Linked DNA regions of Rattus norvegicus: region 2 is linked to region 1. Evidence: chromatin contacts called from public Hi-C data. All regions are on one chromosome and are shown on one strand. Each heading gives the region's core, a stretch centred on a gene start, on an enhancer-like site or on the middle of the called end of the contact. The rest is flanking DNA. Distances are from core to core; before and after follow the strand shown. Region 1 overlaps Zbtb20 (zinc finger and BTB domain containing 20). Region 2 overlaps Zbtb20 (zinc finger and BTB domain containing 20).

Region 1 (7,441 bases), core at 3,407-5,906:
TCCTTTTACACTTGCCTTATTAACTTTATTTATCTAATGTTTACAGGTCTATGTGAGTTCTATATTTCTTCCTAGGTAGCCTTGTTAACCAGAATATTTCCAGGCTGTTTAACTGAACTGTTGATTAAAATTGGATTACTCAGTCCACAGTTTTACCTTAGACTCCTTTTGCTTTTTCTTGGATTATTTCTGACCACTGGCTACTCCCTCCTTTATTTCAGACCTTGGTAAATTATTATCTTCTGCTCTTTGCTGAGCCCAGATAAAGTTCTGCCAATTTCGCTGATTTGCTGATTTGTTATCTTTTTGGATTTGAGCTTAATACACAGGTATCCTGCATAATTACCTGTACATGCTACTTCTCTTTCTGTCACTGTAATGAAGAAATCTTAACTTATAAAACTATAAACACTATTTTCTCTTATATTTTGAAAGTCCCCAAAATGACTCAGTGGGCCAACATATTGGAGGCTCTAGAATGGGCAGCATATCACAGATAGAGACTATGTTATAGCAAATCACTCAACGCATTAGTCAGAAAACACAACGAAACTAAGAACTAGTAACATCCCACAAGCCCTTACAAGACAACAACTTCATACACATACAGCCCATCTACTAGGCTCTGCCAAATCATCAAGATCCTCCCTACGGACTATATCTTTAACAAGTAACTCATATTTAAACAATGGCACTACATAATTACTGGGTCTGTCTGATTTACTTTGGTATACTTTAGTCACAATTTATTCTCAATTCCTTTTAGTTTAAAATTTTTATTATTAATAAACCACCTATCTGAGAAATATCAATTTCATTTTCATAAAGTTTTGCTAGATATAAAATCTTGAGTAATATTTTTTCTTTTTTAAGAATTTCAACTCAGCAACTAAAAACAATTACTTATGAAATTTGCAGGCAAATGGATGGAACTAGAAAGTATCATCCTGAGTGAGGTAACCCAGACAGACACAAAAGAACACAAGTGGTATGCACTCACTAGTAAGTGGATATTAGCCCAAAAGCTCACAATGCCCATGATACAACCCACAGACCATATAGAGTTTAGAAGGAATAAGACCAGGGTGCAGATGCTTCAGTCCTGCCTTGAGGGAGGAACAGGATGATTTTGGGAGCTGGAGGGAGAGAGGAGGGGCAGGAAATAAGGAGGGGCAGTATCAGGAACCAGGAGGGATGTGAGAGAGGTACAGAGGGTCAGGAAATGGAACAAAAATATGTAGCAGTGGGGGATGAGGAACTGGGGATAGTCATTGGAAGGTCCCAGACGCCAGAGAAATGTCAGGCTTCTAGGACCCAACAGGGATGACTTTAGCCAAAATGTGCAGAGAAGGGGAGATAGAACCTATAGAGACCTCCTCCAGTAGATAAGCGTGGCCCACAGTTAAGGGATGGGACCTCCTACCCAACTCAAAATTTTTCAGCTAAAATGTTCCTGTCCAAAGGAAGAACAGACACAAAAAACTGGAACAGAGACCGAAGCAAGGGTCATCTGGGGACTGCCCCACCTGGGGATCCATCATTTCTGCAGACACCAAACCAGACACTGTTGGTCAACATGTGCTTGCTGACAGGAAGCTGGTGTGGAAGTTCTTTGGGAGGTCCAGCCAGCAACTGACCAATACAGATGTGGATGTTTGAAGCCAAGCATCAGGCTGAACTCAGGGAATCTAGTGGGCTAGCTGGCAGAAGAACTAGAGGAATGGAGGGGGGGGGGTTGCAACCCCACACGAAGAACAACACGGGCTGGCTGGACCACCCAGTGCTCCCAGAGACTAGACCACCAGTCAAGGAGTGTACAGGGAAGGACCCATGGCTCCAGATACTTATGTAGCAGAGAACGGCTGTGCCTGACAGCAGTGCAGGGAGAGGCTCTTGGTCTGGTGGAGGTTTGATGCACCAGGTTAGGGGGATGCTAGAGAGGTGAAGTGGGAGAGAGTGGATGGGAGGGGGAGCACCCTTATAGAGGCAATCCAGCAGAAAGGGGTTCCAAAATCAGGCAAAAGAATCAGAGCGCCCCCCACCTGCCACCCCACAAACACACTCCCACTGTAAGAGGAGTCCAATAAGAACACCAAGGTAAACAGTTATAATTCATATTAAGAGGACCTCCTAGGGACCCATCCAGGAGGTTCTTTGATTTCCTATTCAGTCTCTTTAACCCTCTATGATCCAGGAAGCTTGTTCTTTTATAATAAGAGACAGAAAGGGAGTGAATCAAGATAGGAGAGAAGATGGGAAAAACTGGGAAAAGTAGAAGAAACTGCAATCCAGATATATTGTATCAAAAATTACTTTTGATAAAAGGGAAAAATAAGTAAAATAAATTAAGATCTAAGTCAAAAGACAAAGACATTACATATATATGCATATTTGTATACACATGTATACATACACATATACACATATACATGCAGAGTTGAAAGATTCTATTAACTGAGAAGGGCTGTTATTATTGTGAGTCATCATGAAATGCTGAGGAATTTACAGCTATACTGAGCTGGACTATTTTAATCAGTTTTGGAGAGCATAACAAACAATCTAGACTTCATATCATATAAATTCATTCCATCGAGATCTCTTTTAAGTCTCAATACTAACTTTGATTAAGGTTTGCATGTATGAACTTTACTTCATGTTGCATAATTTTCTGGGTTCGCTCAAGGCGTATTTTTTTCTTTTTTTCGGGCTGAGGACCGAACCCAGGGTCTTGCACTTTCTAGGCAAGCGCGCTATCACTGAGCTAAATCCTCAACCCCTCAAGGCATATTTTTAAAGACTATATTAAGGGTATAAACTCCATAGGAACTAAAATAAGATAAATTATGAAGATCATATATGGAAGGGAGAAAAATATTTATTGTACAGGTGACTATTTCTTTAAGTGAAGATCCATAATAAAATTCCCTTAAGAACAGACTTACATAGGATATTTATGATATGAATAAAATTACAAAATAATTGATATCACATAAGATGAAATAAACATGTAGAATGTGTTACTAGAAAACTTCAAAACTTGTACTCAAAGGACCAAGAAGTGTAGGAAAACTGTGTGTAGAACAAATACAAAATGTGTACAATTTTAGCTCTGAAATTGGATTTTTCTGAGTCACACTAGTGTTTCACACTTAGAACCTCTCAGAGAAATCAAGACTCAATAACCTTGATTAATGAAGACACAGCAGCTATCATCTATTCACCGTTCCTAAGAACTTGTACCTATAAGGATTACTGTTTCTACTTGAAAAATGAGAAATGTAAGTCATAATCAAATTCTGAAACTCCACACACACTGCTCAAAGTATCAGTATTCTGGAAAATGGAGCATGACGGGAGCTTATCCCCTTGAGGGCTATGGTTCTCACTCAGCTAATATCAAACTATTATAATGAAATTCTGAGCCTCCACCTCCTACTAGGAGGTTATGGAGACAAACGCTTGAATGGATTTTGGGTCCTCCAAAATGGAACATCGGTGCTTAGTCACTTAGGGAAAGCAGGTAGATATTTCTTCTGCTGTGTATTACTGAATCTCAAAGTGATAACTGTTTTTACCAGTAACAAAGAGTAATTATATTTTAGATACCCCTATTATTCATCATCATCTAACGACAGCAAAAGATCCATATATACAGAATATATGGAAAAGTTCCTGAAATAATTGCAGTCCTTCCAACAGAGTTCCTACATACATGCTAAAGAACCAGAGTGGAATATCTGCATGATCTGAGTCTCTTGACTCCAAAAATAGTGCATTGCCTCATGTCTATATCTCTTCCTAGCCTTAGTATTTGTACTGCATGTTTTCCAAGGTATATGGTGAGAGTCCAATGCTTCCTAATGTACGTAACATAAGAAACACAAGAGTTTTTTATGTTTGTATACATGTGGTATATATGTGTGCACATGTGTGTCCAGGTGTGCTACCATGTACATGGGTGGAAGGCTGGCATTTGTGGTCTGCCTGATTTGATCTTAACCTCAATGTTTTTTTGAGACAACAGTTTCTCATTAAACATGGATCTTTTCCTGCCAAATACAGGATCTTACCATTCCTTTTGATTGTCCACTAGAACTGGAGCAACTCTATTGCTGAAGATACTTCATTACAAGATATAGAGAAATCAAGCTGAAACTGATCTGGAAGCTTCTTTTCTGGATAGCTTTCATAGTGACAAAAGGTGAAATTTAGGCTGCCCTGGGGTGAAAGTCACCAATGTCCTAGCCAACTGTGATCTTGCAAACAACAATGCCAAATCGAATTTGCCCAGCAGAATTGTCCACTGGTACAACAGTGACTGTTATGGTGATACCTAATCGCTGTATGGATTGGACTTGAGGTCTGTCCACAAAAAAGGCATTCGTGCCAAGTACTGTAAACCCAGTCAAAACACTGTAACAGAAAGATTTAGGTCCAGATGGAAACTTACTACAGCTCTTTAGTTAGTTAGAGTCATGGTTTTAAAATTCTTTCTTGGGCTGGAGAGATGGCTCAGCCGTTAAAGGCTAGGCTCACAACCAAAAATAAAATTCTTTCTTGATAGTCATATTTCTTCACAGAGACATGCTACACCTAGACTCACCAGAGCAGCTTCTCTTCGCAGGGAACTGTGGAGTCTGCTGACTCGTGTGCTCACAAGCGATGACTGAGTGCCAAGCCCTACAAACAGGATACTTAAACTGTCCGCTCTAACATCCAGGAAGCACTGCCGAAGAGGGATGGTAGGAAGATATGAGCAGAACGTTATGGGAAGAAAGAATGTAAGAGCTGCAAGATAGAAAAATGGACAGGAAATGCTACCTTCTGAACAAGATAGAGCCACTGCAATCAGGATCTCAGAGCAGTTTTAGTTGCCTGCCTTGGGTATGGGCCTGTCATTCGTCTGTCACAGACTGGGAGATTCACTCGGCCACACCTGACTATGGTGAATTATTAACTCACTAAGGGAGAGGCAGTCATTAACTTCATTTGTGTACTCAGAGTAAGCTCAGAAGGCTCTGATGAATAGTTCAAAACCCACAGCCACGATGATGGGCCTCATTAAGCATAGTGGTTCATAAGACGAAATCCAGACTTTATGAATGTGAGAAATAGACAGGCAAGGGGACAGAATGACAGTGGTGAGAGAACAGGGTGGGGTGCGGGTAACTAGAATGTTTCATATGCGTATTTACAGTTGTCAAAGAAGAAAGGTAATGAATATCAGTAAGAATCATGAAAGAAAACGATGGAAAATATAGAAATGTATAAGAAAAATTACAAGCGACAATAATAATTTGATTGTACAATAATAATCGGCACTACTGTAATTTAAGATAACATTCCAATGAGATGCATGTTTTGAGTGTATGTTTGTATATGCGTGCACATGTGTCCCATTTCTTCTTCAATCATTCTCCATTTTATACTTGAGAGAAGGTTTCACACTGACTTTCAAGCCTGCTGACTAGCCTGGCCTGCAGAATACAGGCGTCCTTCTAATTCTGATTATCAAGCAGACATGCACACCAAATCCAGCTTCTTACAAGGGTGATTTTCAGGATTATGAGGTCAGCACATTACCTACTAAAACATCTTCTAGCCTCCAATAAGGTAAATTTTACTACCAGTTTCATTTTGCCAAATTCGCTTTATTGTACATCACTAAATTGCTTCTTCATCTCACCATTTCTGTGTAGTGTAGAAATGAGCAATTTGTACACTAATTGTTTCTAAAACTAACACATTAATGAATTAAGTAGCACTATATTCCATAGGCTTGATATTATCAACTTTTAAGTAACTTATTATTACTTGTGATTTCATAGATTTTGTTTGATCTAATCTTCTCCTGTGGGAATTCTAATTTTGTATATTGAGAAAGTAGCATTACACAGATTATAAATTTTCTCTGAAATTATAGAGGTTAGCAATTGCTTCTCAAGAGAAACAAAAATGGCATATTTGAATCTAAAACATTAGAGAAAAATGTGCATTACAGTAAAGACAAATTGTTTTAGGAGGCATCCTTCCTTTTGTATTTCCATTCCTGCTACATTTACTGCAGTACTACAATAGTAATATGCGCAATTAAACGTGGGATAAAGTTAAAGTGCTATAAAAGCCCCAACACATATTCCTCAGGAGCCTAATCCAATTCTGTTTGAGGAGTTATCTTCCTTCTATGAACTCTGGTATGCAGAATTACATCATATCCCATGGCTCAGATTATCTACAATTCATAAAATACTTTTAAAAATTGTCATGAAGTAGGTTCTGTTAAATATTCATACAACGCCTCTTCCCTTGGTTCAGTACAGAAACACACTACATATCAATCTGTGCTCCAGCAAGACAGTCGCTTCAATACGGTGAGTTGGGTAAACAGAGGAAGTGTGCTGCGCATAATTTATTTACATTTTAATAAGACCTCAAACAAATGATACCACACAGGAGGTTCAGAGTGAGGCCGAGAAAGGCCTTCCGGTTTGGAAGCTATATTGTTTAATCAATAGAATTACTTATGCACTAGCATAGAATAACAGTTCCATAGGGACAACTATCTTGGTTTGTGAAAAATATAATTTCATGACAACACATAAAGTTGAGAAGAGATAAAATATTGCAAAATATAATAGCATTTGAGAATATGAAATGGGTGCTAAAGTTTAAAATGGTAACCACTAACGAATTAAAAAAAAAAAAACAAAAACAAAAATAAAAGAAACAACCACAAAAAAAAAACCTCTAAAGATAAGTATAAAAGATGAAAACATTGTACTTAATTCAACCAGCATTTCCTTTTAGCATCACTTTTAGTAGATGTGCTAATTTGTATCAGCACACAGATCCCTCCCACTTTACAAGTCGACTTTTTGGTGAATGGTTCTACAGTACTGGACCAGTTCTTTACTGAAAGAAAAGGTTCACAAGGCAAGGCTTTGGCATATTATTCCAATGGAGCATCACCTTTTACTCTGAAGACAACTGCATTTAGCTTAATTGGACCCTTATCAAAGTATTTTTCACAAAAAAAATTAAAGAGTTATGAAAAGGAAGAGACATTATATAAATTAGAAATACACATTCTGTTGAAATCAAGTATTACAATTTTGTAAGGAATTATGACCAGTAATACTATGTGGATTCATGTGTATATACATATCTCGGCAGTGTAGTTCCAAGGAGGGAAAATATCAGGAACACATTGGAAAAGTATAAGCAACAAGTCATTACATAATTACAAAGAATAATGATTATGTAGAAAATGTTTATTTCAGAAGAAGGTTAATGTGAAACCGTTAAATTGCATATTTAACATTTTTCTAAATGACCAAAAGGAAGATTAGACATATTAGTTCACACAAAGTATACACATTTCACTGCACTCTGTTTTATATTTTTCCTTATTCATACCTACCAAGCAGAAAGCAAATCTGTG
Region 2 (7,441 bases), core at 3,403-5,902, 260 kb after region 1:
TAAGCCAAAACACACACACACAGTTACCTTTTCCTAATCAGAGCATTCATTTCTCCTCATTATGATCTCACAAGCACATTAAAATCTTATTAACATTAATTACTTCTGAGCGCCTATGCATGAGCAGTGACAGTCGTGAGCTTGCGCGTGTCTGGATCATATCTACATTTATATACCTTACTGCACTCTGCTTATAAAACATGTAAAAATATTGCTGCTAACACCAATTAGCTTCTCTCTCTCTCTCTCTCTCTCTCTCTCTCTCTCTCTCTGTGTGTGTGTGTGTGTGTGTGTGTCTGTCTGTCTCTCTCATACACACACACACACACACAGAGAGAGAGAGAGAGAGAGAGAGAGAGAGAGAGAGAGAGAGAGAGAGAGAGATGCCGTCTCACTGAACAGCCTATCAGGGATCATCAAGCATATAGACAAATGGACATGGAAGAAATAGAAAAACCTCTTGGATGTGAGAACTAAAATTCACATTTGATCCTCAATTCTTAAGGTAAACTCAAACTCAGAGGACAAAGCAACAAAAGGAGATAAAAATCACATAAACTGATAAAGCCAAGTATTCATTCTCTACCCAGAAAATATTGAGTGGAATGGGGATGGAGATAAAGCAAAACTTAAAAGGAAAAAGACAAATTTAGGAGCTAGAGGTAACCATTCCGCACATATGTCCATATGGACATGCATCTCACACACCTGACAACATCTGCCCATGTAAACATATTTATCATTTGAACAAACCAACATAGACTCTGTCTGTAAGATATGAACATAAACCTGCTATGCCTTAAGCTCAAAAAGGGCTGTCATGACAAGCAAATAGAATTCTCATGTAATCCAAATGATCTGTATCTGATATGTATGTATCTGATAAACATTAATTACAAGAGCCGCTCAACTCTACCCAAAAACCTCAATATAAATGCAGAAAGCTGAGCCACTACAGCCGTCAAACAACAAAGACTCCCGGTCATTTTGCTTAGCCCTGTCTTCTCAGCATCCCAATATGTTGTCACCTACACATACACTCCATCACGACTGCCCTCATCTTCCAGCCTCTTTGTCCTGTGAGGAAGATGCGCTGGACTAAATCCTGATTATCACAACTACATCTACCTTTCTGTCTTCGCCCCACGTGCCTATCTTCTCTCTCTTCTCCTCACAGCTTACACTTCATTAGAGAATCCAACGTCCAGTCAGACACTGTTATCTAGAGCTGCATTTCCTAACCTGAGTGTCAGACCACTTTTAACTACTCCTTGCTGCTGACAGCTATCCCAAATCCAGCATCACTTTGACAAAGGAAATGTTTCAGAATTCCTTATATAACATATCAAACATCATTAAAAAGAGTTCATTTTTAGTTCATAGTAAAATTTTGGGTGAAAAAAAATTGTGTCTCCTTTGGTCATAATACCTATTATTTGTTGAAAGAAGAAAACAATAATGCTTAATTTTAAGAATTTTAACTATTGATTATATGCATTAAATTGAGAACATATGACTAAGAATGAAGTAGAGAAAAAGAGAGATCATAAGACAGTCAACCACCTAGTCCATTAATGCTTAAGTTGATTTCAGCAGTTATAATTTATCCCCTAGTTCCAATTTTCTACCTATCCAGCAGTCTCATTGCCTAAAATGAGTAAACATCCTATAGCAACACATGTGTACCCACTCCAGATGTGCTATGTCAGAAACATCTAAGTACTCTTCTTGCCTAGTAAAACACACATTAGCAAAGATCTGGAAAGGAACAGATATTTTGCTCCTTATGAAGTAGTATTTAAAATGTGTATTAGTATCAATGTAGAGTTGAAATTTTTATAAAAAGTATGCAAAATTTTATTTAAGTCATTCAACATGCTTATAACTGAAAAAAAACAGTGACCATTCACTGAGAAACCTAAAACATGCCAATAAAAAGACTGTTAACCAGTGTTTAGGTATTCAGTATAAATTCAATAATTGTAAAGTAAAAGCAAGTACAATAAACTAATATTGAAAATGAGCAATTGCTTTTTCAAGTGAGTGCCAATATCATTACAACTAAAAGTTGAAATCAGTCCCCTTATGAAGTTAATATGAGCTTCACAGAGGCAACAGCAATTGCCACAGTGTTACTATCTGTACATATTCAAATCTAGGCAGATTTAGCCGGCAGCATCTAGAGCTCTCAAACAACAAATAAATAAACATACAAAACCAACAATTAAAACATCTGAAAATATTGTAATAAAATTAATGGTTGCCACTATTACATAATAGTACTCTATACTTCAAAAACGTTTATATTTAATTAATGAATGCTTAAACATTAGTTTATAGATCATCAATAACCAAGTAAAATATGAAACCAAAGTATTAGGCAAGTGAATCACAGAAGGAATATCTTATGAGAAATGTCTAAGTTTACAGAATAGTAACAAAGAAACCTATTTAAAAATCAATTTATATTAGCACTTTTTGGGAACACCTTGCATCACCCCTTTAAAGATCACAGTTGGGGAAAAGAGGCAGCACAGAAATGAGGTAGAATTATCAGCTATCAAAAGTACCATGCTTACATTTTCAGTTCACTATATTACTCAGAGCTTCCCGGAAACCCGCTGACATAAGACCAAGACCCACTAGCAGAAAGTGACACACACACACACACACACACACACACACACACACACACACACACACACAAAAAAGTTTGAGGCTTAGAACCCACCTCCCCTCCCATACAGGCCACATCACAAACTACAGATATTAGGTGGCCAAATTTTAACATCAAAGGTGCACTTGGCATTTGAACCAGATCTAAGAATAAAACCATGGTCTTTATTGTCCAATAAAGCTAATAAGCCGAGGCTTACTTAACTCTTCCCTGGCCTTTTGGATCTTCTCAAGGATTACTGAAATTGGAGACTACATATGAAAGGACAGTTCATCATTTCCAAACAAACGATCCTCATCCAGATTGCCCTCCAATCCGTGAAATCTGAGATGCCTCAGGATTCTTCTTTGTGAAAGCCTTACAAATATATCCAAAGATGGTGGGTCCCATATGGCTCTGATAAATGAAACCCGTTATTGTGAATTTCAGGCTCTTCTTTACAACAAAACACTATTGGGTGAATTTGGTGCTCATGAAATAAAGCACTAATTGCGTGGCCTAACAACACTGAATCCTCTGCCTAGCAGACATTTTAAGTTGTGCCAAATTGGTTTTGGGATGTGAACACATATCCTGGAGCCAGACTAGCTCACATGCACTCACTACTCCCTGGAAGGAAGTTGGGCACTCTTGGAAACTACATTAACTCTTTCAGGACACCCGGGAACCTGACTATCATGAAGAGAAAGGCCCTTTCAAGACAAAAACAAGTCATTCTGCACAATGTTAAGCCCCAGTAAAAGGTAAAAACAGCAAAATCCGACTGACACTTAAGTATCCACATTACATATTAGACACCATCTGTACCCCAGTAGATGCTTTTTCAAATGTATCTTGAAAATGCTATTCCTTTTTTCCTATGTGTGCATAATTTCTAAGACATTAATAAGAGTTGTGTGCACTCCTGAGACAAGAATTCATTTTAAGCTTAATATGCCACATTTGCCTCAGGCCAAGCGATAAGAAACTTTTGTTTCTTTGGTAACCACTTTCACCTTATTATAACAAGAAACTTCTTTAGTGTTTTTAGCCACATGAAATGTAATTTCCAAACAAGAATCTTTTCCTATGGTCTTTGTATCCTGGTTCATAGAGATGCCCACAAACCTGGAGCTGCATATTTAAATAGCAATTAATCAAATATTCTCTCCCTCTCATTCAAATCTAAGTTCATAATTTTAAAAAGAGTATAAAGAAATTTTTGAACTGCAACCTCTTTTTTTATGTCCTAAATTATCCATAAATAACTTGTTTGGGATCGGTATTTATTTTTCTGGAGAATTTTAACTAAACAATTAATTTGCAGTAGATAAGAGCATATTTATCCGTACCCAAGAATACTCAAACTGCACTAACTATAATTTTATAGTTTGTAGGCTAAGGCTACTGTCTCCTTAAGGCTGTCAACTTCATCTTTTATTTTGAAAACTTAATAAAGATAAAGTCTAAATGAAAACTGTGGAAAATAAGTAAAATGCTTTGAAGATGTCATTTAGTTACTTCTACTTTACCTATTTTTAATTTAAGCATTCTACCTTTCTTACAGAACCACATTTAATTTCCTGCCAATTGGTGTGAATTTAAATGGCAGGTGAGAAGCCTGTGCTTCATTCTAACAAAGCCTCACACCCTAACCACCAGCCTCCTCATGCCACTGAGACTGACTCCACTGCTGAGACAGGAAAACACACGAACCTGTCAGCAGGCCCTACCTACAGACTACACACTATCTGCAAATAAGGTGCATTTGTGAATCAAATGTATGGCTGCTTTTGGCCTCAATTAATTAATATCAATTCTTAGCATAGAATCCAAGGCTCTGATCGCTGTGGATATGTCAATATGAGAACCATCCACCTGATCTGCATTAGGATTTGGTAATAACTCACATATTCATTAATCAAAGCTTAGAGGATGGGACACTCTACTGGAGTGTGTGCAAACAATGGCGAATATGATGACATTCCTCTAAGTTCATCTATGCAGTTACTGAGTTAGCTCTCCGTGACCAAGTAAAACTCGGGTTTTAGTTTCAGTTGGCAGAGAAACTACTAAGAAGGCGTCATAGTGAAATGTGATGGTACTGCTCGAACTGCAACATCCACAGACTTTGTACTTATTGTAACAGTGAGAAGCTGACTACAACCTCAACAGGTAAGATGGGAACCAAGGTAGAATTTTCCCACAAGGCTCAAGCAGAGGAGATATCTGAGGAAGTTATAAACCCCCTGAAGAGTAAAGTTCTAATTAATGCTTCTACTTAAATCCATATAATATTATTAGGAAGCTGTTTTCAAACCCTTTAGTATGGGTTCACTACAATTCCATATTTAGAGCTCTCCCGTGAGCACAATATCTACTGACTCAACATGTTCTAACTCCATGATTGTTACATATATGATCTAAACAAAAGAGATATGCAGGCTTTAAAAGGATGCACACTGGCTTTACAGATCAGCTTCGTGCTCAAAGTAGCTGACGATCTAACTCTAAGCCTGAAACTATCATGAGAATAATTTTCAGATGTTACAGCAACAGCAGAAGAGGAGGGAAGAAACAGGGTGCAGAGATGTTAAGGAGTTTCTACATCAATAGAGGCACCAAGTCAACCAATGTTCTCCCTGAGAAAACAGCTCCAGTACAAGCCCCAAGACTAAAAACTCATGTGGAACTGTAACTAGTCATTTTACCTAATTAGCTTCTCCTTCCTAATCTGTAAAGCAAGGATAATGTTTCCAGATATCAATTGCTTCCCATGTCCCTATATTGGCTAAATTATTTTACATTTTATTTCGAGCCAAAACCTCTACCAGTAATACCCTTCCCTTCCCATTAAGTTTTCTGACTTTCTGTGTTTGCAAAGAAATAAAATTAGCTGTCAAAATTAAACATGCCCAGTAGGCAAGACACACTTTGGCTTAAGGAACGGGAAGGAGTGAGTTATGTTAAAGTGCTTATTTGGCCCCAAAAGGGTCATTGTTGGTACACTCCCTCCCACTACTAGCTCCTGTGGAATGTTCCTCAGGAAAATGGAGAACTGTTTTAAGATAGGCATGCCCTTTAAGCTGGTCTCAAATCAAAATAAATTTAGGGTATTCAAAGAGCCTAGAGAATTTCCCCTGTGGACCTTAACTAAATTACTGACAAAATTCTCCATTTCAAGCTCTGCTACTAAATTTGACGTTCTACAAAATCATGTTTTAATTTCTATATTTGAAAACAAGAGTAGGTAACTTCTTAATTTTAAGATCTATCCTTCAGTCTTCCCTAGATGACAACCTAAAAGAGTATAATTTGAGAAAAGGTCACTCTTAGAATTTCAAATGTAACCCAAATCCCCAGAATTGAAATTCTTCTAAAGAAAATATTACATTCCCCTGTTACTGTGTGGATATTTATATACATACATACATACATACATACAATATTTAATATATAACTTCAGTTGTCATCAAATCTTTCCGAAACTATATAAGTATCTTAATTTATAAGATCATGGATATTTTCAAACACAGATGATACAGACCTGAGTTTCTTTACATTGTGACTACTCTAATGCACATAGAGTATTATTAAGTCTATAAAAATTCACAAACACTACATAGCCATTTATACACAGTGTGAAATATATATACCAGCTTATATATCACACTGTATGTTCAGTCTGTCACTTATACAAAAACTTTCTTTTTCAAGCAGGAATATTTTAAATGCTCCATAGTAAGGTACTTTAATTCTTTAAAGTTGGTGATGCACTGCTTCTGTTTTTATCATATTTTAAATGTAAACCAATTAATTTAAGACTGATAACAATGGCTATGATTTGTACTTTATGTATCCTAACATATCAAAATAGATAAAATTTAATTTTTCATTCAAATAATAATCCCATTAAAGAAATTTAACAGTAAAAAAATAAACAAAAGATTATTCGTTTTAAGTGGTTTCTGTACACCATTGCATTTTAACTCAAACTTTACAGATTCAAGAAAGAAACTCCTGAACTCATTAAATATAGCAAGATAAAGGAAATGAACTTATATCCTATAAAGCATATTAGCTCTTTGTGACTTGTGGTTAACAAATGTTACACTTGATTCTGGGGTATGCCTTGACTGTAAGGAGTAACCTGAGAGTCACTGATGATGTACTAAGAACACTAACTTTGCTGTCAGTATTAGACTTTAAGCTAAGTTTTGCCCCTTCTAGATATGCAATCATGTGTGAGTCACTCAACTGTACAAGCCTAGTTTTTTCTCTTGTTGGAAATACCTCATAATGTTGGTGTAGGGACTACAAAACCCCGTATGTAAAGCTATTTAAGAATTCAGTAGTTGTAGTTAGTAGCATGGTTATAGAACTATGTAGATTCCTTTTGATTATTGGTACTTTATTTTCTACCTCCAGCTAGAAATCATTTTCAATGGAAAAGTAAGAATTTTTCCATCAATATGATTTAATTGAGTCCACATATTGCTGAAAATACAAATAAACTTAGGATTGGATAATTCACTTAACTCTTATGTCTGATTAATTTGTGTGAAAAAGTATTGTCTTTCTTCCTTAAGTTCTGGTTATAAGACTAAACTTTTAATATACGGTAGTACTGACTGGCCTTCCTCATGTAAAATACAGTTGTAGTTAGTTACAATGTATTGAGGTTAGTTTAGTTTAGCTTCATTAGATGATCAATAAAGATGAATTTAGATGCAACAATAAATACATTGTAACATTACACCTTAAAAAAAAAGCAGTGATTCTCAC

What was found. A called contact is a pair of places that touch in the nucleus more often than the background predicts.
Region 2: a Hi-C map of hepatocytes shows a contact between it and region 1, with 2.2 times the contacts expected there. The contact joins two enhancer-like sites. A contact is called at or near these places in 2 of 12 Hi-C or Micro-C datasets (the Rat2 cell line and hepatocytes).

What each region holds. Positions count from the first base shown.
Region 1 is chr11:71,023,510-71,030,950 of GRCr8, forward strand. All of the region lies in intron 3 of Zbtb20 (zinc finger and BTB domain containing 20), which reads right to left. Among named protein-coding and RNA genes, the nearest start is that of Zbtb20, 270 kb to the right of the region's middle. Within about 2 kb of position 4,657, at least 7 of the 93 cell types and tissues checked have an H3K27ac peak or open chromatin away from gene starts, as enhancers often do. A contact at or near this core is called in hepatocytes, where this site is marked.
Region 2 is chr11:71,280,194-71,287,634 of GRCr8, forward strand. All of the region lies in intron 1 of Zbtb20 (zinc finger and BTB domain containing 20), which reads right to left. Among named protein-coding and RNA genes, the nearest start is that of Zbtb20, 13 kb to the right of the region's middle. Within about 2 kb of position 4,653, at least 12 of the 93 cell types and tissues checked have an H3K27ac peak or open chromatin away from gene starts, as enhancers often do. A contact at or near this core is called in hepatocytes, where this site is marked.